Regions from separate parts of the Mus musculus genome. Here all the other regions are linked to region 3. Evidence: chromatin contacts called from public Hi-C and promoter capture Hi-C data. All regions are on one chromosome and are shown on one strand. Each heading gives the region's core, a stretch centred on a gene start, on an enhancer-like site or on the middle of the called end of the contact. The rest is flanking DNA. Distances are from core to core; before and after follow the strand shown.

The links. Promoter capture Hi-C pulls out the DNA fragments that hold promoters and counts their contacts. Hi-C and Micro-C count contacts between places; a contact is called where the count stands out from the background. Capture Hi-C pulls out chosen DNA fragments and counts their contacts.
Region 1: a contact with region 3 is called in a promoter capture Hi-C map of liver, with 3 times the contacts expected there. The contact joins the enhancer-like site here to the promoter of Crym in region 3. A contact is called at or near these places in 3 of 39 promoter capture datasets (liver and stem cell-derived epiblast-like cells), 1 of 484 Hi-C or Micro-C datasets (liver), 1 of 115 datasets of contacts at active chromatin or transcription factors (pancreatic cancer cells) and 1 of 9 other capture datasets (liver).
Region 2: a promoter capture Hi-C map of pancreatic islet shows a contact between it and region 3. The contact joins the promoter of Acsm3 here to the promoter of Crym in region 3. A contact is called at or near these places in 3 of 484 Hi-C or Micro-C datasets (Sertoli cells and embryonic stem cells), 2 of 115 datasets of contacts at active chromatin or transcription factors (embryonic stem cells and kidney) and 2 of 9 other capture datasets (macrophages and pancreatic islet).
Region 4: a contact with region 3 is called in a promoter capture Hi-C map of liver, with 4 times the contacts expected there. The contact joins the enhancer-like site here to the promoter of Crym in region 3. A contact is called at or near these places in 6 of 39 promoter capture datasets (embryonic stem cells, hippocampal neurons, liver and 1 more), 1 of 15 datasets of contacts at CTCF or cohesin (embryonic stem cells), 35 of 484 Hi-C or Micro-C datasets (the AML12 cell line, Sertoli cells, brain and 16 more), 12 of 115 datasets of contacts at active chromatin or transcription factors (astrocytes, cardiomyocytes, embryonic stem cells and 2 more) and 2 of 9 other capture datasets (adipose tissue and embryonic stem cells).
Region 5: a contact with region 3 is called in a Hi-C map of cortical neurons, with 2.4 times the contacts expected there. The contact joins the promoter of Eri2 here to the promoter of Crym in region 3. A contact is called at or near these places in 3 of 39 promoter capture datasets (embryonic stem cells and neural stem cells), 3 of 484 Hi-C or Micro-C datasets (cerebral cortex, cortical neurons and nephron progenitors), 4 of 115 datasets of contacts at active chromatin or transcription factors (astrocytes, embryonic stem cells, forebrain and 1 more) and 4 of 9 other capture datasets (adipose tissue, embryonic stem cells, macrophages and 1 more).
Region 6: a Hi-C map of Sertoli cells shows a contact between it and region 3, with 2.6 times the contacts expected there. The contact joins the promoter of Ppp1ccb here to the promoter of Crym in region 3. A contact is called at or near these places in 5 of 39 promoter capture datasets (embryonic stem cells, hippocampal neurons, liver and 1 more), 1 of 15 datasets of contacts at CTCF or cohesin (embryonic stem cells), 9 of 484 Hi-C or Micro-C datasets (Sertoli cells, embryonic stem cells and nephron progenitors), 1 of 115 datasets of contacts at active chromatin or transcription factors (fibro-adipogenic progenitors) and 3 of 9 other capture datasets (adipose tissue, embryonic stem cells and liver).

The regions. Positions count from the first base shown.
Region 1 is chr7:119,939,811-119,943,078 of GRCm38.p6, reverse strand. All of the region lies in intron 53 of Dnah3 (dynein, axonemal, heavy chain 3), which reads left to right. Among named protein-coding and RNA genes, the nearest start is that of Lyrm1, 46 kb to the right of the region's middle. Within about 2 kb of position 2,003, at least 19 of the 459 cell types and tissues checked have an H3K27ac peak or open chromatin away from gene starts, as enhancers often do. A contact at or near this core is called in liver, where this site is marked.
Region 2 is chr7:119,759,383-119,762,989 of GRCm38.p6, reverse strand. It overlaps Acsm3 (acyl-CoA synthetase medium-chain family member 3), which reads right to left and starts at 2,067. Exons shown (of 15, transcript NM_212442.2): 1 at 2,008-2,067.
Region 3 is chr7:120,200,357-120,203,709 of GRCm38.p6, reverse strand. Crym (crystallin, mu) reads left to right here and starts at 1,721. Exons shown (of 8, transcript NM_016669.2): 1 at 1,721-1,955; 2 at 2,483-2,633. The coding sequence starts at 1,786.
Region 4 is chr7:119,864,787-119,868,122 of GRCm38.p6, reverse strand. All of the region lies in intron 1 of Dcun1d3 (DCN1, defective in cullin neddylation 1, domain containing 3 (S. cerevisiae)), which reads left to right. It also overlaps a transcript of Rexo5 not described here. Among named protein-coding and RNA genes, the nearest start is that of Dcun1d3, 29 kb to the left of the region's middle. Within about 2 kb of position 1,767, at least 19 of the 459 cell types and tissues checked have an H3K27ac peak or open chromatin away from gene starts, as enhancers often do. A contact at or near this core is called in liver and second pharyngeal arch cranial neural crest, where this site is marked.
Region 5 is chr7:119,792,723-119,796,060 of GRCm38.p6, reverse strand. It overlaps Eri2 (exoribonuclease 2), which reads left to right and starts at 2,003. Exons shown (of 9, transcript NM_027698.5): 1 at 2,003-2,143. The coding sequence starts at 2,121. It overlaps Rexo5 (RNA exonuclease 5), which reads right to left and starts at 1,939. Exons shown (of 20, transcript NM_001370778.1): 1 at 1,850-1,939; 2 at 1,559-1,685. The coding sequence starts at 1,681.
Region 6 is chr7:119,738,230-119,741,575 of GRCm38.p6, reverse strand. Ppp1ccb (protein phosphatase 1 catalytic subunit gamma B) reads right to left here and starts at 1,666. Exons shown (of 2, transcript NM_001370947.1): 1 at 506-1,666. The coding sequence starts at 1,448. Gm39080 (a long non-coding RNA gene) reads right to left here. Exons shown (of 4, transcript XR_869910.2): 4 at 2,086-2,284.

The DNA of each region.
Region 1 (3,268 bases), core at 754-3,253, 260 kb after region 3:
CACACACACACACACACACACACACACACACACACACACAGAGAGAATCCTTAAATCTAATTTCTTTCTTCTTGTTTCTTCTTTGAGCACAAATACTAACAATACACAGCCAGCCCCCATGAACGACCACCAACCACCAACCTATTGGGGCTCTAGCATTTATATACCATCAGAATTCCAAAAGCCACACAACCACAGAAACTACCTTCAGCTGGCAAAACCATGCTTCTACTAGAGCACTAGGCACATTGTAGTCAGTTGCTGAGAAACAGCCCCGTATCCCACACGTGGGATTAAAACAAAACACTTTTCTATAGTATTTCTGTGGTTTTAAAGAAGCCAAAATTCTAGATTTCTCACTACAACAGCCAACCATGGAGAGAAGTCAGGGCAGAAACTCTGGGCAGGAACTTAGAGGCAAGAGCTGAAGCAGAGACTGTGGAGGAATACAGCTTACTGACTTGCTCTCTCTGGCTCATGCTTTTCTATATAACCCAGGCTCCTCTGGGTGTAGTCCACAGTGGAACTGGGTGTTCTCCTATCAATCAAGACAGTCTCTTATGGATGCAGCCACTGACCAATCTGATGGAGGCAGTTATTCAGCTGAGGTTCCCTCTTGCCAGATCTCTAGGTTGTGTCAAATTTCCTGTTAAAATTTCTTGTTGCTCTTAAGCTCTTGCCTCTCTCTTGCCTCTTGCCCCCTTGCTCTCCATCCCCCCCCCCCCACCCACTCTCCATGTGGTCATGGCCAGCCCCACGTCTCTATTCTCTCCTTCACTCTGTCTTTCTCTGACTCTATTACTCTTTCAACTTCCTCCCCATGCCTTAAATAAACTTTATTCCATACTAAAAAGAAAAAAAAATCTCGTCATACCTGTAAAGAATCCATCCATAGGCCACAGGAAAAGGACAGGTCTGAAGCTCTGATAACTGCCTGGGATTTTGTAACATGACTAGGGGCTTTCAAAGAAGGACATTTCAGTCGGAAGGGATGGCTTTTTTGAAAGTGAAGGATAGAAGTAAGCCCAAAACTCTGACCCTGGGGAATATGCTGGGGTGGTGATGGTGGGGTGGGATGGGGGGGTTCTTAGAGAAAGTGATGCCTTAAAGGCAGATTAACTGTCAGAAAGGCCCTGGGGTTTCATTTGTTTGCTTTAGTAGGAAATAACGGTTGTTGTTTAAGGACCACACAGTCACCAGTGTTCCTTTGTTTTGGTACAGAAGCCTAAACAGGTCAAAACAGGGCGTGACTTCAGAAGTTTTTTTTTTTTTTAAGCTTTTGTTTGGGGATGTTCACCATTACAAGAGGTTAAGGTCAGCCTGGGGCTGTGCCAGGACAGGGCATGGTCCAGGGACAGATGAGTCACCTTTCTTCCTTGCACTTTGTTCTGAATTTCCTCTTGGGGCTTTACTGCCAAAAAGGAGCCTGGATCCTGGGGACAGGAAAGTTCAAACTGAGGCAGGGGACAAAGGGAGATCCAAGTTGCTCAAAAGCCCATAGCATATTCTCCTTTAGAGCCAGCCTACTGCTGCATTGGTGGGTCACAGGCCAGACTAAGCCAGATGCTCAGAGACATCAAGCCAGATGTGTCCAGAAGGAAGGTTGGCCACATAGTCTTGTCAGGTCTCCAACCGAGGTCTGTCCAAGGCCTAAAGGACAAGAACTCGTGTCCACCCCTGTTCTATGTGCAGTCCAAGCTTACCTGAGGCTACATCATCCAAGGGAACACACAAAATGCCTGGGCCATGGAGGCTGCAAAATACAGGCCACTGGGCCAGCTGTGGGGGACAACAGCAGGCCTAAGAATCACATAGTGTGCCTGACTTGGTGGCACATGACTTTAATCCTAGCACTTGAGAGAAAGAGGCATGCAAATCTGTATGTGTTTGAGGCCAATCTGGTCTACATAGTGAATTTTCAGGACAGCCAGAGCTAAGTAGTGTGACTCTGTCTCAAAACAAAGCAAACAAACAATCACATTATTCGCCAAGGTATTGCTCCACGTTGGGTAGGATGACACAATGCCATTGTACCCACCCTGAAGGCCTCAGGCCAGATGAGCCCCAGGTTCATCTGGGGTCCCTGTGTTTGAAACCACGGGCCAGCAAGAGTTAGGCGGGGGGGGGGGGGGGGGCAGATCTTTTTCAGCAGGAATGCTGCCAATTTGAGTGAGAGGAGGCCACAGTTACTTAAAACTCCCTGCTTACTTCTGGTGAGAATGAGAAGTTCTGCGTAAACTCCAGCTAGATGGCCCTTCCCCCTCCAACAATAGCTAAAAGGATGGGGGCAACTGAAAGGTTACAGAGGAGCACCCCCATAACCTTCCTTCCTTGGCACCCTGCAGACGCTTTCACTTCAACATCCAACTAGTTCTCTCTAGAATATTTAACCTGGAACTCTTCAGGCCAGACAAAACCCTCAAGCAGTAACTTAGAGGTCAGTCATCCATTAGAATTGACACCTGGAAGGTGATTTCCTGGAAGATTCCAGCAATCCCACAGAATCTAGAATAAGGTGGGGATCAGCATGATCCTTGGAGGCCAAAAGAAGGGGCCAGAATGGGTCCAATCACCACTAGACTACTAGAATATGTTAAGAGAACAGTGCAGGCTTATTTTCTGGAGATCAACTTGTGGTCAGTGCAAACATACAGTCAATGTGGTTGAGAAGATGATGATACATAGGCAGAAATCCACCAGGCCCTTCTGAGGGGCTTCACCAACAACTGCTGCAGAGGAAGAATGGTTCTGAACAGCAAGAAAGGAAGGCCTGGCATCTGGACAATAAGCATGGAAGTTCTCTATGGTGCATATGGCCTCAGATTCACTGGCAGAGTCCCTCACAGAGTCCCCCTTGACCAGCAGCAGACTGGCAAAGGCCAGTGTCCTGACAAGCTCCCATACAAAAGGCCTGACCAGGGTGTAGCTGAGGAAGACCTGTTCTCAGTGATGGGCTCAGCAGAGAGGCACAGTGCTGTGGGTAGTGACTCATATGGGCTTGTCTATAGATTCAAACTTGGCAAACTTGACATAGACCTCGAGGGAGAACTTTTACACTCATTGTGAACTGTTTTCAATCATGTTTACAATGTCCAAGGCTACCTCTGCCTCATATACCAGCAGTCTCTCTACATATCCCTGCTGCCCAGCCCACCTAGACAGCAGAGGGCTTCCTGTGGGGGTGTGAGGTCCAACCCAGGACCACAGCAACTAGAGAGAAGGCATAGAGCTTGGGTCCCAGTCACCTCCTAGAATGGCCACCACCACC
Region 2 (3,607 bases), core at 818-3,317, 440 kb after region 3:
AATGGCCTCTCTCACCCTTGATCACCAACTGAGAAAATGCCTTACAGCTGGATCTCATGGAGGCATTTCCTCAAGGGAGGCTCCTTTCTCTGTGACAACTCCAGCTTGTATCCAGTTGACACACAAGACCAGCCAGTACAGTTACTATGGTTCATTTATTTACTCAATACATACTGCTTGAATGTTTAAAATGTTGCACATATAGACAACATATTGGGGGGATAGAGAGGAGGTCCTCTCTAGTGTCATGACTGGCACAAGTAAATGAAGTAAAAAAAAAGTGCTGTTACATGAAAAGGTAGGCAGGAGAAAACAAGGCTATTTTGGAAAGTCTCTCCAGGGAATGCATCATTTTTGCTGCAATCTGGCAAGTTGTGCCTAGCATTTTGGATTGATTTATTATTCCACATTCCAGAGAAACACACCACCCTCAAACATACACACACCCAACTGAACAGTACGTCCATTCATCCTGAGACAGGCCTATATCAAATGCTGAGAATACTTCTGTTAACATCATAAGGGCACCCATCCCGTCTCTCTGAGTTTACAAACTATTAAACAACTATGCAAGTATTTACACTGGGGATAAATACAGTGTACTCACCTTGCTGATACCAAGCAGAATCAGAGTTCACTGTTTGTTGTTCCTCCCCTAACCCCATACAAAACTCTCCTTCATTCAGAATCTTTCACAAGTACATTGGTGTAGCCACTGATAACTTACTCGTGTTCAAGGAAATAGCCACCCACCCATGCTCATGCAAAAACCCTCATTAAACTCGGGGAGTACAGAACAGATGTGAGAGTAGGAGTGGGAGGGCCTTCTCAGGGAGAAGAAGGGGCTTGGGGGGAGCTGGAGGGAGGTGGAAGAGAGAAATAAAGGGTGATATGATCAAAATACATTAGGTATGTATGCAATTGTCAATGAATATGCTTTTAAAAAGGACTTATCTCAATGAACATTTTTAGAAGTCACATTTTTAAAAAGAACAGAAAATTGATCAATCAGTTGGGACTTAAAATGATCTTAAGCATTTTTTTAATAGAAAAAGGAATGTCAACACCCCTTCATCAAATCCATACTATTTCTTTCTTCCCAACAAGGGCTCAGTCAGTTCCTGCCTTTTACAATGCTCTTGTCTTACAATGTCCACTTTCCTATCTGTAAAATCCCTTGCAGGTGAAAGAAAAGATCACTTCTGCATGGCAAATCTAGATTTTACACTAAGCCATGAAATCTTGCTAAGAAAAATTCTAAGAGAGGCACCACTGTCTGGATGGATGTGCTTTTGAAAGAACTTAAAGTCTCATCTGAAATAAGAACTTTGGGTCCATATAGACGGCAGGGCAGAGGGATCTTCCATCTTTCCACATCTCCACAAAGCCCTTCCCCCTGATTAGCCCAAATAACAACGGCAGATACACAGCCTCAAAGCAAAGTACAACTCCATGGTTCTCATCCACAAAAAGACCTTGTCTTAATTCCCACCCTCAATATACTGCTTTAGATTATCCCTTGTCCTGGAGAGAAGACGTTTTCAAGAGGTAGTTTGTGTACTTCTGGATAGTTAGAAGATGAACTTCCATCTGTCATTGAGCAGGGTTCAGTCAAGCTCCTACTCGCTTTTTTTTTTTTTTCCAAAACATTTTATCATGGAAACATACGAAGCCATTATTAAAACCCAAATCTCACCAAAAAGCCTAAGCTGAAAACTCAGCTGCCCTGCCAGCCATGTCCTGGGGGTGCTCTCTCCCAACCTCCTCCTCAGTGCTCCCATGGCAGCTGAAAGACTCTGAGTTTAGAAACCCCTCTGCCACCCATGGCTTCACAGAGCATTTTCTGAAGTTGCTGGTATTGTTTGCTGAACATTTATAAAGAAAACCTGCACTGTTGCAGGAAGTCTTACCCAGGAAAAGAAATTGGATCCTCACTAAAGATACTGCTTCCCACACAGCTGGAGTGATAGTAGACCCGCTTAATGGAAGAGAAAGCCAACTTCTCACCTCTGCTTTAGTGTTGGTGGTGGATCAAAGTGGACGGAGTTTGACGGAGGAGTCAGACTGGCCGGCAGTGCCTTTCCTTAATTGGTGGATATATTGGTGGGAGGAGCGTGAATGTTTACATAACCCTGGCCTGTCTTACTTAACCTTCTTAACAGGTAATGTTATCTGTACACACAGCAGAGTTTTAGTAGGCTGGGAAGGCAGTGCGTGTGCTTTTACTAGGAGGGAAAGGCTTGCTGAAAAGCAACCGGAATCCGGGGCTTACACATGCCTCACTCAGCCCTTCAGAGGTGGAGGCAGTGTTTCTCAGCTTGCCAGTGATTCAGAGAAGTGTAACAAGCCATGGTGTCTTCTCTGACCCAGACCTCACCGCTCGGCCTTCCTGCTCTGCTGTAGTCACAGCAGCCCCGCTGCTTGCCTAAGACACAGGCGTGTTCCAGCCTAGAGATCCTTGAGCTCCCGGCCTGTAACTCTTCCCACGGCCAAAGCCTCATTTGGTGAGATATCCTATCCCAGGCCTTTCTTCCCAACCTAGAAATCTTCATTGATTTTTTTCCTGCTTTTAACTTTTTTAAAAAAATTTTTTTTTCATTTCTGAACACCGACTTTGAAAATAAGAACTTTGCTTTATTTACTGATGGATCCTCAGTGTAGATATTAACTAGTAACAAATGTTAGCCATCTAGTAAATGTTTCATGTGATATGTGAACAGATGGCTCTTCCAATTGTATATGATAAAAATCCAACTCAAATTTAACTCAAATTCCAACTTAAATACTGGAATTAATAAGCTGGGCACGTTGGCCCATACTTTTAATCTCAGTGCTTGGGAGGCAGAGACAGGTGGATCTCTGAGAGTTTAGGGCTAGCCTGGTGTACACAGTGAGTTCTAGGACAGCAATGGCTTTCATAGATAAGAGCCTGTCACACAAGCAAGCAAGCAAGCAAACAAAAAATGAATTGGTCCCCTTTTAAAAATTGATCTTTTACAAATTTGATTTCTGGAAATTTACTATGTAAATAGTCACACTGTGTGTGAAGAGTGAGTTTTATTTCATCCTTTCAGATCTTTATGCTGTTTTTCTTTGCTCTGCTCCACTCCGCTCTGCTCTGCATTGCTTTGCTTTGCTTTGCTTTGCTTTGCTCTGCTCCGCTCCGCTCCGCTCCGCTCCGCTCTGCATTGCTTTGCTTTGCTCTGCTCTGCTCCGCTCCGCTCCGCTCTGCATTGCTTTGCTTTGCTTTGCTTTGCTTTGCTCTGCTCTGCTCCGCTCCGCTCCGCTCTGCATTGCTTTGCTTTGCTTTGCTTTGCTTTGCTTTGCTTTGCTTTGCTTTGCTTTGCTTTGCTTTGCTTTGCTTTGCTTTGCTTTGCTCTGCTCCGCTCCGCTCTGCATTGCTTTGCTTTGCTTTGCTTTGCTTTGCTTTGCTTTGCTTTGCTCTGCTCTGCTCCGCTCCGCTCTGCTCTGCATTGCTTTGCTTTGCTTTGCTTTGCTCTGCTCTGCTCCGCTCTGCTCTGCATTGCTTTGCTTTGCTTTGCTCTGCTCTGCTCCGCTCCGCTCCGCTCTGCATTGCTTTGCTTTGCTTTGCTTTGTTGCCTTATTT
Region 3 (3,353 bases), core at 472-2,971:
CCGTCCATCCACAGCAAAAGAGAAGCTCCGCTATTCTAACTTCTATTTAATTTTTGATATTGTTCACTGTTGTTCTCCTTTGGTTAATTTTTATCTTTTTATTTTTTATCTTTTAATTTTTGCTGTTTTAATATTTCTCTTGAGCATTGGCTTACCTACTCTGTGTGTCCAGTAAGCCTTGCTGACTCGATATTGCTGCAGCCTGGGGACTGGACTGTTTTGCTGCACTCTCACCTTTAGTGTGTTGGTATCAGTCTAGGGAGCAGCAAGTGACATGACCCACTTCTTTCTAGATCTGTAGGGGGCAGCAGAAAATTTCCCCAGGCAGAGATACTGCTTCAGGGAAGGCGGGGAAGAGACGCAGCAGCTTCCCCTACATTACTACTGAGTTTATTAATAGTAGTCTTTCTCGAAAGTCATTACTACACTTAATAATAGTTGTATTGTTTTAATAGTAATAAAAATTAAAGCTGGCTCTGGTGGTGTACACCTGTTGTCCTAGCATTTGGGAAGTCAAGGCCAAGCCTTGACTACATAGGAATTTTGAAGCCGGGGGTGGCCTAGGTGAGACCCTGTCTCAACAAAACAAAACAAAACAAAACAAAACAAAACAAAACGGGCAGCCGAGATGACTCTGCTGTTGGAGCTCTTCTAGAGGACCCTAGTTCACTTCATAGTATCCATGTAGGGTGGCTTACACCTGTAACCTCCAGTTCCAGGAGATCTGATGCCCTCTTCTGGCTTCCTTGGAAATGTGCACACATGACACACACATACACACACACACACACACACACACACACACACACACACACACACATGCCCCAAATGAAACCTAACTGCTGCGGACTCCCAGGATGACCTTGGACAAACCCTGGAGCTAACAAGAGCATCTGCATACCTCGGTGACTGTTGATGTAGTCAAACGAGATAGGCTGTTCCTGCTATGAGTATTTGCAGCCCTAGTTTTCTTTGCTCCTTCCTGACACCTTACCACTCTGGGGCAGAATAGTCTATTTTCTTTGAGTTCCCGGAAGCACTTTCTCCAATTACTGGTCAAGGTTAGGCGTCACTACTCCATCAATAGTAGAACATTAGGCATCACTGCCTAGAGTCCTGCTTTTAAATACAATATGAACTCCTTGGGGAAAACAAATACACAGACTGCATTTTGGCTCTTTACATGATGGAAGCCATTACCCTTGTCTGAGACTTCAAGGTGAAGGTTGTTTTGTTTAACCTGGGTCAACTTTACGTTTAACGCAACAGTTAAGGACTAGGGGTGGTGTGGGAAGGAGATTGGGAATAGAAGAAACTCCAGAAATAGACAAAATTAAAACTATAACAAAACCCTCCAAGCCCCTTCTCATCTGCCTTTCTCACAATACTACCCCCAGGGGATCTGGTGTGGAAGAGCAAGGTGGAACCAGAAAGTCCTCTACACACACACACACACACACACACACACACACACACACACACACACAAACACACACACACACAGCGTGCCCAGGAATGTCAGTTGGCTAATTACAGGAATGGGAACAGCTGACTCAAGAATCATCACTCCCAGCCTGCCGCCTTGATTCCAATCTTAGGGAGAAAGCCCTGGAATCCAAGGAGTTGGGGTGGGCGGCAGGGGCGCGGCCCGAGGGGCGGCAGGGGCGGCGATGCTCCGCCCCAGGAGGCCCGCCCAACACTGCTACTCAGGCAGTCCGCTCATTTAGGGCTCAGCTCCTGGAACGTGGAGTGTGTTTCAGCCCGGGTTCGAAGGCAGGCGGCGAGATGAAGCGGGCGCCAGCGTTCCTGAGCGCAGAGGAGGTGCAGGATCACCTTCGCAGCTCCAGCCTTCTCATCCCACCCCTGGAGGCCGCACTGGCCAACTTCTCCAAAGGTCCCGACGGAGGGGTCATGCAGCCAGTGCGCACCGTGGTGCCTGTAGCCAAGCACCGAGGGTGAGTGTAAGGGACCAGAAGGGGATGGGAGAAAGGGGAAAGAAAGGCGCGAAGGGACGCTGAGGAAAGCGATAGGAGAAGGGAGGAGAGGGCTTGTTGATCTCTGCTAATAACAGCTGCTACTTAAGGGGCACTAACCCACCGGGCTTCTACCAAGAAAGCGCTTTTCAGGTGCCACCTGCTGTAATTCAACTCCCTGTCCTTGGAAAGGGAGGTACCAGGGCTGTTGCTCTGCTAGTTGAAAACTGAGAGGTAGAGCGATTTGCGGAAGCTTACAGAGCCAAGAAGTGGCTGAGCTGTGTGATGGCTTTCTGGTCCAGAGCCAGACCGTGAGTCCAGCCTCAGGGAAGGGCAGAAGGGCAGAGGAATGAGCGCAAACGGAATGGCGTGCCAGCACAGCATTAATGGAGGAGGGAAGATGAACGGGACTTCATTGAACACTCAGCATTGACTGGAAGGAGTTGAAATTGCGCTCTCTCTCTCTCTCTCTCTCTCTCTCTCTCTCTCTCTCTCTCTCTCTCTCTCAGCTTCCTGGGAGTCATGCCTGCCTACAGTGCTGCTGAGGATGCGCTCACCACCAAGTTAGTCACCTTCTATGAGGGCCACAGCAACACAGCGGTCCCCTCCCATCAGGCATCGGTGCTTCTCTTTGATCCCAGCAATGGCTCCCTGCTGGCGGTGAGCAGTCTCTTCTCCTCTGGGGCAGAGAGGGTAGAGGAAGCCTCCCCTGGAATAGAGAGTGTTCCTTGGGCCCAGAATTAAGCCTAGACGCTAGTGAGAAGTAATATGATTGCAAGCGACCAGACAGGAGACATCAATGGTGATCCGTGACAGCACCTGTTTCTAGGGCCGCTTGTGCCTATAGCGGTGGCGAGTGTGTGGCTGTAGAAGTAACGATCCTGTTGTTCATGCTTATGGTCTTGTAACACGCTCAGATACACCAAGTGCGCAGCTTGAACTAAAGCAGTAGCTGAAGGGACTTTTATTCATTGAAGCCCTCCCTGTATGGAGGAAAAGACACAGTAACCTGTGGGTGTCTTCCTGACATCTATCTTTATCATCTAGCAAGGTATAACAGGAGCAGTAACTCACATTTACCGAGCAATTGGGGAGATGTGGAACTCTAAGCACATTACCTGTACAATTAAAACTACCCAGGAGCAACATGATATTGTTACCCCACTTCAGGGATGCAACAGCTGTGCTCAACTGAACCCCCTAATAAGAAGCAAGGCTGGACTAAGTTCTACTGCTTTATCTGTTTGCTTGCTTGCTTTGTGTCCCAGGACACACACACACACACACACACACACACACACATATGAAATCCTCCTGCCTCAGCCTGTCAAGTGCTGAATATGAACTGGGCATTTCCTGTTAAGTTTTGTTGAGATTTCT
Region 4 (3,336 bases), core at 518-3,017, 340 kb after region 3:
TGCTTTCTTGCCTTTTACTAAATGCAAAAAATGTAATCTTATCTTCAGTTAAGTATTTTTCTCAACTCTTTAGGTGACCAAAAAGTGAACAGTCCATGTGTTAACCAGATGTTTGAGGACTAATTAGCTATAATCAGCTAAATTCCTCAGTGGCAGATACCCATATGCTACCTAGAAGCAGGGAATTAATGTATAATCAGCAGTTCGCTTTCAGAGAGGTCTACTGAGCTACCATCCCAAGGAAGCAAACAGCCTGTACACATAGAGGTAGTGTAGCAGGCAGGCCATTTTTTTATTATAGTTCCAGGGCGTACAAACTCAAGACAAAGTTCTGCCTTTAAACAAGGAATGCCTTGGGAAACTGAGAGAGACAAAGGAGTGACAATTTGAATCTGAAGTGTTCAGGTTCATGTGTTTGAATATTTGGTGCCCACTAGGTGACTAGGGAAGCTATAGAACATTTGGGACCGTGGCCTTGCCAGCAGGAGGTGGTCTCTGGGAGTGAGGATTTAAGGTGATGTGTGCTCCAGATCCCAGGCTAACTTCTCTGCTCCCTCATCTGCCGTTTTGTGAGGAGCTGCCTACGCACATCCTGCTGCAGTGGTGGACTGACTGTATCTTCTGGAACAGCCGACATAAATCTTTCATCCCATTAAGTTCCTTCTGTCGGTAACATCAATTAGAAAAGCAACTAACACAGTGGCCAACCCAGAAATCCACTGCCCTCCTAAGCATGCCCCCTTTGCACATGTGTAGGTAGTCAGACTTACTTTAAAATAGTTGTGATGGGGGAAAAAGCAAAAAATTGGACTGTGGACCAGTGATATGAGAAGGCACAGTTTTGGGTTATTTTGGGTAAACATGCAACTCAGTTCTAAAACCTAGAGACCAAAATGCTTCATTACTTTGTGTATATGGTATGCACCTGTGTTGGCATGCTTGTATTATTTGACAAGTATCCCTCAGACTAGCCAGCTGCATTGGTTTCACTCCTCAGGCCTTAATTATATATATTGTCTCATGAGTATCTAGTCATTGACTTAGGGGATGGATTCTGAATGCGTTTGTTATTGTGTGGATGCCGCTAGTGTCATTCACTTCATATCTTGATTTAGTCTGGGGACATATTACATGTGATATGTATGAACTTGCTGCCAGAGTCACACAGCAACCTTTTAACAACAGAGAAGTAACATCGACAGTATGTAGCCACAATGTAACTGTGTTAAAATATTATAGTCGGTACATAAGTATATATGCTGTGTGTACTTTATACATCTGGCAGTATAGGGTGTTCATCTGTGTAAGCATCTTCATGAACAAGTGAACACTTTCTCCACAGCATTGGGGTGGCTGTGGTGGCACTAAGAACTACATAATAATCTTATGGGACCACCATCGTGATTATAGTCCATTACTGATAGAAACGTCATTATACAGGATGTGATTGTGTTTAAGGTGTGACACCTAAGGACCAGTGACAATAATGAAAGTAAAGAAACGGTCTTGGGTCAAGTTGGAAGGTGTTGGTCATGTGACTCAAGGTTATTTCCTAGAAATATAATTACTGCACATATTTCCTTTTTAAAATATTGTATCTTTCCTTCCTTCATGCCTCTTTCCTTTTGCATTTTTGAGATTGTTTGGTATAGCAAGTCTTACCCAGCTCTAACTGGACCTGCAGTTTTTGCTTGCTAGTATAGGGCATTTTAGGACAAAGACACTGTTAAAAGCATGGGCATAGAAACAGACGGGTCTTGTTTGTTTTGGCAGAGGAAACTGCTTTCCCCACTAAGTAGCTCTGGCAAGATCTACTCTCTGAAGGTGATCTTCCAGCCTAAGTTCCCAGTGAGAGGAGCAAGCTATCAGTTTTTCCTCATGATGTATGCAAGCTTCTAGAAGCTGTTACCATTGGACAGGACACACTTTGCAGTCTTTTTTGAAAAGGCCACTCAGAACCTGTAAGCTGCCAGGTGGGACTAGGAGTCTCTGTGGTCTTGTTTAAAGACTTAGAGGATGGCTTCTGCCAGCACGGTTGGCTCAGCCTCTGGCTGCTGTAGAAAAACTGAGGCTTTCATGTTCTCAGGTCCTGGTCTTTAGTATTTGATAAGTAAGAACATAGCCGGGTGTGGTGGTGCACGCCTTTAGTCCCAGCACTCGGGAGGCAGAGGCAGGCGGATTTCTGAGTTAGAGGCCGGCCTGGTCTACAAAGTGAGTTCCAGGACAGCCAGGGCTACACAGAGAAACCCTGTCTCGAAAACAAACAAAAAACAAACAAACAAACAAAAACAACAAGAAGTAAGAACATGGACTCAGCTCTACAAACTGTTTAGATGGACGTTGGAAACATGAATTTCATATTGCTATTATGTGGGAATGCCAGTGTTGGTAGCTTCTTGCTGCAGAATAGACTGACCATGGAGAAGGACATTGGGTTGGTGGTTTAAGACAGTCTTGGGGCAGATCTGACACTTGGTTGACCTGTTTTTGGTATAGCACTTGCCTGTTTCACAAGGGGTGGCAGGCTCCCTATCAACACCAATACAGCATTCCTCCGAGCAAGCTTGTTGACCTAACTAGGTACAGCAAATAGCCAGCTTACTCTGGGCTGCTTACTGGGTTGTGTGGGCTTGGGGAGTGGGACACAACTGCTTACCTCCAGTCAAGGTCTAAAATGAGGAAGGAAAGGGAAGACAGTAAACTCCACGGTGTGGTGTCTATCACCCATTGTTCAGATTGGAGTCACTTGTTTTTCTCCTTGTAAGAAGCAAGGGAGCAATTCATTATAACAGGAGGAAATTTTCTTGTCTTCAGAGGGTTCCAGATTAGAACTGCAGTTTCCTTTAAATGGCAATGATGTGAAGGTAGCCCCAGAATATTATACTTTGAAAAGACAAGTGAAGACCCCTTGTTTTAATGTTGGAGTCACAGAAACTCAGAGAGGCCAAATGGTTTGTTGAAGGGATACATTGCTTATGGAAGTCCTGGATGAGAGTCCAAGGTGTCCTTGGAATTTACTCTGCATATAGATTCACCCTTTGGAATACATTTATGTGTTGATAAAGAACATTTTCTTCTTGGTGCACCATTATCTTCCCAAGGGGTCTGGCATGCCCTGACACACATCATAGCAGAGAAGAGTAAGCAAGGCCAGCGATAGAGATCAGAGAGTGTGGAGTCAGACTGGTTACTTTAAGCCAACTCCCTGAATTTTATTATTTTCCTGCTTTTATAAAATGAAAAAAAAAAAAGTTAACTTATAGCGATGTAACGATCCAAGTGTGATAGTTCACATCAGTCTCAATACATATTAAGTGTGGGCATCGTAAGTGTGCA
Region 5 (3,338 bases), core at 754-3,253, 410 kb after region 3:
CTAGGCCGGGGCCTAGCAAACACAGAAGTGGATGCTCACAGTCAGCTATTGGATGGATCACAGGGCCCCCAATGGAGGAGCTAGAGAAAGTATCCAAGGAGCTAAAGGGATCTGCAACCCTATAGGTAGAACAACATTATGAACTAACCAGTACCCCTGAGCTCTTGACTCTAGCTGCATATGTATCAAAAGATGGCCTAGTCAGCCATCACTGGAAAGAGAGGCCCATTGTACATGCAAACTTTATATGCCCCAGTACAGCGGAATGCCAGGGCCAAAAGTGGGAGTGGATGGGTAGGGGAGTGTGGGGGGAGGATATGGGGGACTTTTGGGATAGCATTGGAAATGTAAATGAGGAAAATACCTAATAAAAAATATTAAGAAAGAAAGAAAGAAAGAAAGAAAGAAAGAAAGAAAGAAAGAAAGAAAGGAAGGAAGAAAGAAAGAAGGAAGACTGAGCAAGTCCTGAGGAGCAAAGTGGTAGGCAGTCCTCCTCCCTTCCTGGCCTCTGTATCAGTTACTGCCTCCTGGCTCTTGACCTGAATTCTAGTGAAGAATTGTGAATAGGACTGTGATCTGGCTATGAGAGCTGAGATAAACCCATCCCTAGACAAGATGATTTTGGTTATGAGGTCATGGTGTTTTATCACAGCAATAGAGACCCTAACTTATACAATGGCCTTGAGCTAAGGTTAGGTATTTACTATTAACCACTTTTTTGAGTTTCTGTTCTAGGGACTGAATTCTGGGCACATGCAAGGCAAGTCCTCTATTACTGAGCCACACTGCTGACTCTTAGCCACACAGTTTTGAGAAATTTCTTTGTACTACATCATTTCTTAGAACTTTTAAGTGGGGATCACCATACTCCCATTTTACAACAAAGAAATGAAGAAAGAGGTTTAAAAGCCACAGCGGGAATGCAGCCTCCGAAGATCAAGCTTTTTAATCTCTGGACTACCGTTTCCAACCCAGGGGACTTTACAAACATCCATCTGCTTTCTAACCATCCCCACCCTAATCTATATTTTTCCCTATCAGTCAGTTATATAACCACAACTTTAACATGAGAAAATGGTTCAGGCTAAGTGCATTTTTAAATATGTAATGAAAATTTTATATTTAAAATTCTCTTTTCGATGAAACATTTAAAAATACAAATACTAGGGCAAACATTCTTATTACTGGTATCATTCCTCCATCTAATCATTTCCCCAGGATAAATTCCCCATCAAAATGACCATTCATTTTTACTTCTTCATAAATATTGTATAAAAACAAGAGAATCCTGTTTAGGTGTGCATGGATATTCCTGAAATATTTTGTTATACGGATCTTAATAAATGTTTGTTAAATGAATATTCTGTGTACCAGACACTAAGTCAGTTTTAAACTATGGAGAGAGCCTGGACGAGGTGGTACAACCAAGGGAGCAGAGTTGAGTGAGGTCAGTGGGTGAGCCCTTACCCTTCGGCAGGGACCCTTCGGGTGCTGGCGAAAGTGACTCCCAGCCACAAGTGACTTCGGGCCAGCCTGCTGGGCTCTCTCCTCTGCTCACCTTGGCTTGTGGCTCGCGGTCCTGAATATGCGAAGGAGGTCCATCCCGCTCTGTAGCCGAGGCCGAGGAGTTCGGGGCCTCCTTCCTCTTCCTGGAGTTCGCCTCCTCCTTCTCTTGCTCCATCAGGCTGTAGGGGAAAGATCAGCTGGAGCTGAGGACCCCGCGGCGACCAGGAAACCGTGTCGCGGCCTCTCTCCAGCAAAGCGCTAGACAGGAGTGACGGTTGGTTTGTCTCTTGAAGCGGCTCAAACCAGTTTACCACTCTTGGCCCTCGCAAAAAAGGCCACAGACCTACGCCTCCTTTCCTCAATTTAAGCCGTCGCGAAGTTTAAAGCGCTCCCTGAGGCGCGTCGTGCGCAGAGCGAGGGGCTCCCGGTCCTCAAGCCTCTGTCCACGCCCCCGGGTCCCGAACCGCCCCCTATGCAACGCCCACAAACCGCTGGCGACGGCCGCCGCCGCTCTACAAGCGCCCGCTTCCCTTGCCGCGCCGGCGTTTAAACAGACCGGAAGTGGGGGCGTCCGACTTCCGGCCGTTGAACTCTGCGAAACCCAGGGTCCGGGGATGGCGACCAAGAGACTGGCGCGGTACGTTAGGGGGTTCCCCTTAGGGTGGGCGGTGTTCATCCGCAGTCGTTTGGTCTGGATCTGAAAAGGGCCCTGGTCTTCTCGGGCCCCACGTCGCCATTCGCGACAAGTTGGAGGAGCCCGAGAAACCCCGGGTCCTCCCTACCGTGGCATGCTCTATCAGGTCTGTTCATTCTAGACCCCTGGGACCTGGAACGTGACAGCTCTGCACACTGTTCTCAGGCAGGTGCCACTGCGCCCAAGTGACCTGCCTAGTCCAGTTTTATTGTCAGAATTACCACAGACTCTCTCAGGTTTTTTGGGGGGGGGTGGGGGGGAATATGCTGTGCACAGATTTTTGGATGCGTTGTACACATTTGTTGAGATTGTGGACACAGTATCAAACTTACCAGGCATAGTGGAATGGACCTACAATACCAGCATGGAAAGTTGGAGGCCAGCCTGGTCCTCATGGTGATGTTCAAGCAGGCGATGGCTAAATAGTGAGACTGTCTCAAAACAACAACAAAACCAGATTCAAAACAAAACCCCTATCTGATGTATTAATGAATAGCATAGGATTCAAGCGTGAAAAGTCCTGTCAAAGGTTAACATACTATGGCCATCTTTAGGCAAATCATTTACTTTTCTCTTGCATAAAATACAGGTTGCAGACATGTCTACCACCTAGAATTGTTTAAAAGAAGTCACCATCCTAATTAAATATTTGCTGAAGAAGTGACTAGTAAATGTTAGTTTTTCATTCCAAATCCCTACATTGGCCTCACGTCTTGTCTTTTTCAAATAGCCAAAATAACTATTCCAGGTGTCTGTCTACTTAAAGTTGTATTCGTCATCATTTGGGATCTTCCCTTCTTTGGACTGCAGTGTATTGCTGTTGGGAGGTTTGTTTGTTTTGTTTTTGTTTTTGTTTTTAATCATAGATTACCTTTCAGTAGTACTCTGGTAATCTTTCTCCCCTCCATTTTTAGAGTTTAAGCACAGGCATCATCCCCTTGGTACATAGCAAAGGCTTGAAAAATACATCTTTATAGTCAATTCCTCGGTACTACTATAAAACGTGAACAGGTAAGAGTAGTGTTTGTGAAGCCCGCTCAGGTAAAATGGACACTAAACTCAAGAGAGGATGGCCATTCGCACAAGGACCTAGGACTTTTAAAGTCTAGCCCTCCTTTCCTTCAGTCAGTATGCAGCT
Region 6 (3,346 bases), core at 417-2,916, 460 kb after region 3:
TACATGACAAGACAATGAGGGAAAGCAGTCCCTTTCAAACAAACTGGAAAAAAAATTGTTCACAGTGGTTTGTATCAACAGAATGCATTTATGACAATTACATGTAGAGACTCACGCACTCTAAGGCTCTCTTTATATCCTAAAGAAAACAGGCATTTACATTATTCATGACTTATACTAAATTAAAAAAAGATCAATTGTACACTTTCTCCTCAGACAGGATAACCTGCCAGGGTGTACAGCTTAACACCATCATCAGAGCTGTCCACAAAGGGAACAGAGGTTCAAAACAAAATGCTCTCTTGAGAATGAAGTGCTTGGCTTGCTGCTATAACCAGCAAGTGCCAGCAGTAATCAAATGGAGGAGGGCCCGACAGACAGGTCTACCTGGGCAAGCTGACCAGCACATCACAGTTTAAAAAGGAAGGTTATGAACGCTATGTTACAAGTCCCAACCAGGCAGTGTCAAGTGACATCTATTTCTTTGCTTGCTTTGTGATCATACCCCGTGGTGGTGTGACAGGTCTCGTGGCGTTGGGCTTCTTTTTCTCTGCAGGCTTTAAAATCTGGAAGGAACACATGAGGGTCTCATCCACACTCATCATGGCGCCTGCATTGTCAAACTCGCCACAGTAGTTGGGTGCAGAAAACAGAGTGACTAACTGCCTCTTTGCAAAAAACTCATAGCCATCTTCAACCACCTGATGGGCTCTACATATAAGATCCAAATCATGCTTATGGAGAAATTTTGCAACCACTTCTGCACCAAATGTGAAGGACACTCCTCTGTCATTTTCACCCCAGCCTAAGACATCTTTATCGGGGTCAGACCACAAAAGATCACAAAGAAGACCTTGATCTGGTACATCAGTTGGTCTCATAATTCGCCGAATCTGCTCCATAGATTGAAGATCTGGTGATAAACCTCCATGACAGCAGAATATCTTCTCGTCCACGATGGCTGCTATCGGCAAGCAGTTAAAACAGTCTGTGAACGTTTTCCACAGCTTAATGTTGTATCTTCTTTTACACTCATCATAAAATCCGTAGATCCTATTGATGCTGGCGCACTCGTGGTTCCCTCTGAGAAGAAAGAAGTTCTCCGGATACTTGATTTTGTAGGCCAGCAAGAGGCAGATTGTCTCCAGGGACTGCTTGCCCCTGTCCACATAGTCCCCGAGAAACAAATAGTTGCTCTCTGGAGGAAAGCCACCGTATTCAAACAGACGGAGCAAATCATAGTACTGCCCGTGGATGTCACCACATATCTTGAGTGGTGCTTCAAGTTCTAAAAGGATAGGCTGACTGAGGAAGATCTCCCGAGACTTCAGGCAGAGTCCTCGGATCTCGTTCTCCTGGAGCTGGACATTCTTGCCTGGCTTGGACCCTCTCACTTCCAGCAGCCGTTGGATGATGCTGTCGATGTTGAGTTTGTCGATATCCGCCATCGCCGTCCCGCCGCCGACCCTCCCGCAGCAGCAGCAGCAGCGGCGCCGCCGCCCGCTCGCCCCGGGGTCTCACTCGTCCTCCTTCCTCACGCCACGAGCCCCACGAGCGGTGGTGGCGGCGGCGGCGGTGGCAGCAGCAGCCGCGGCGGGTCCACCCCCCCCAGCCGCCCCGCTCCGCTCCGGGCTTCCTCCTCCTCTCGCCACTGGGAACCACGAGCAAGCTCCACGTTTTTGCTGATCCTCCCCTCCCCCCCCACCCCCGGCCCCTTGTGTACCCTTTCACTCCCAGTAGCCCCTCTTTCCTGTCTCATGTGTTTTATTACTTCTCCTTTGCTCAATCCTCTTTTTAATGTGCCCTTTCTAGTTTCAACACCTATATCCACATTTATGTACACAAATTTACATATCCATATATACATGTATTTATATAAACATCAAAAGTTAGATTTTATATTTATATATAAGGAAAAACATGCAGTGTTTGTTATTCTGAGTCTGGATTATTTTGCTCAGCATAAAATAATTCCAGATCCATCAATTCTCCTACAAGTTTGACAATTTCATTATGGCTAAATAAAATATTGTGTGTATGTAAAAAAGAAAGAAAGAAAGAAAGAAAGAGAGAGAGAGAGAGAGAGAGAGAGAGAGAGAGAGAGAGAGAAAGAAAGAAAGAAAGAAAGAAAGAAAGAAAGAAAGAAAGAAAGAAAGAAAGAAAGAAAGAAAGAAAGGAAGGCCGACCAGGGGCCATTGGCACACACCTGCAATTCCAGCACTAAAGAGGTAGAGAGCCAGGGAGATACCAGTCTGAGGGTGACCTTGGATACATTGTGAGGTGCCTATCAAAAAAAAAAAAATCCAACTCTATTTTATGCTGTCCATGTACTCACTGGAGCAGGTCAAATTCTTAGTGGTCAGTCCCCAAGAGAGGAGCCTTTCTCAGCCTGCATCTATGCTAGAAGCCATCAACCGAGGAGACCATGGAGGTCACTAGAGAGGGGAGTGACCAGCTCTTCTGCACTCATGCCACCTCCTGTACCACAGTGGTGTGGGCTGGTGAGGGACAGGGCCAGCTCTACCAGACCACATACATCTGCATGGGCTTCAGTACCATGGGCCTCAACATGGTCTCAGGGCCCCCTCCCACCTCATCCACCACCACCAGCACACCCTGTCCCAGGCATCAGGCAAGGTGCAGACTGCCTAAGACCACATTGATCTTATAACATGCCCGGGGCCATAGTATGGACCACAGATACCAACAAGGTCTCCAGTGGTATCGTTAACCACAGTGGTTCTTCAAGGAGGCCCAATTCACAAAGTGAACCTTTCTTCCTTTTTGGGCCTCTGTTGCTGCTCAGAGCCAAGGGGAATCCTAAGGCAGGAGGCAGTTTGGGGACTGAATCTGCATCTGCATAAGCTGATACCACTGGGTGATTGACTAAGAAACAGACGGACTGCTGCTCTGGTGGCAAGTAGCAAAGCTTTACTGATTTCTACAGCTTAAAAACATGGGGTATGACTTTGCAATTTTTGCTCAAAAAATAACATTTTTACTTAGTTGCACCTGGCAGACAATATTATCATTTTGGAGTCATTTTCTCATAACAAGAACAAACTTCAGAAGAAGAAACTGTTATCTGCAGACCCAAGGACATCCTCCTCTCAGGGTAAATCTTAACTCTTGACTAGGAACAAGGAAAAACTCTGGCTCACAGAAAGTCGTGTTAGGACATCCCTCCCTTTCAGGAGGGACGACCCCTGAACTTTCTCCCAGTTAACAGCTCTGACCCTTTCAGGCCAGAAACAAAGGGAAGCCATTGTTCTCCTCAGGTGATGACAACCTATTGTCCTCAACCATCCCTCTTGCCTGTCACCACCATCCTGCCTCCAGTTACACC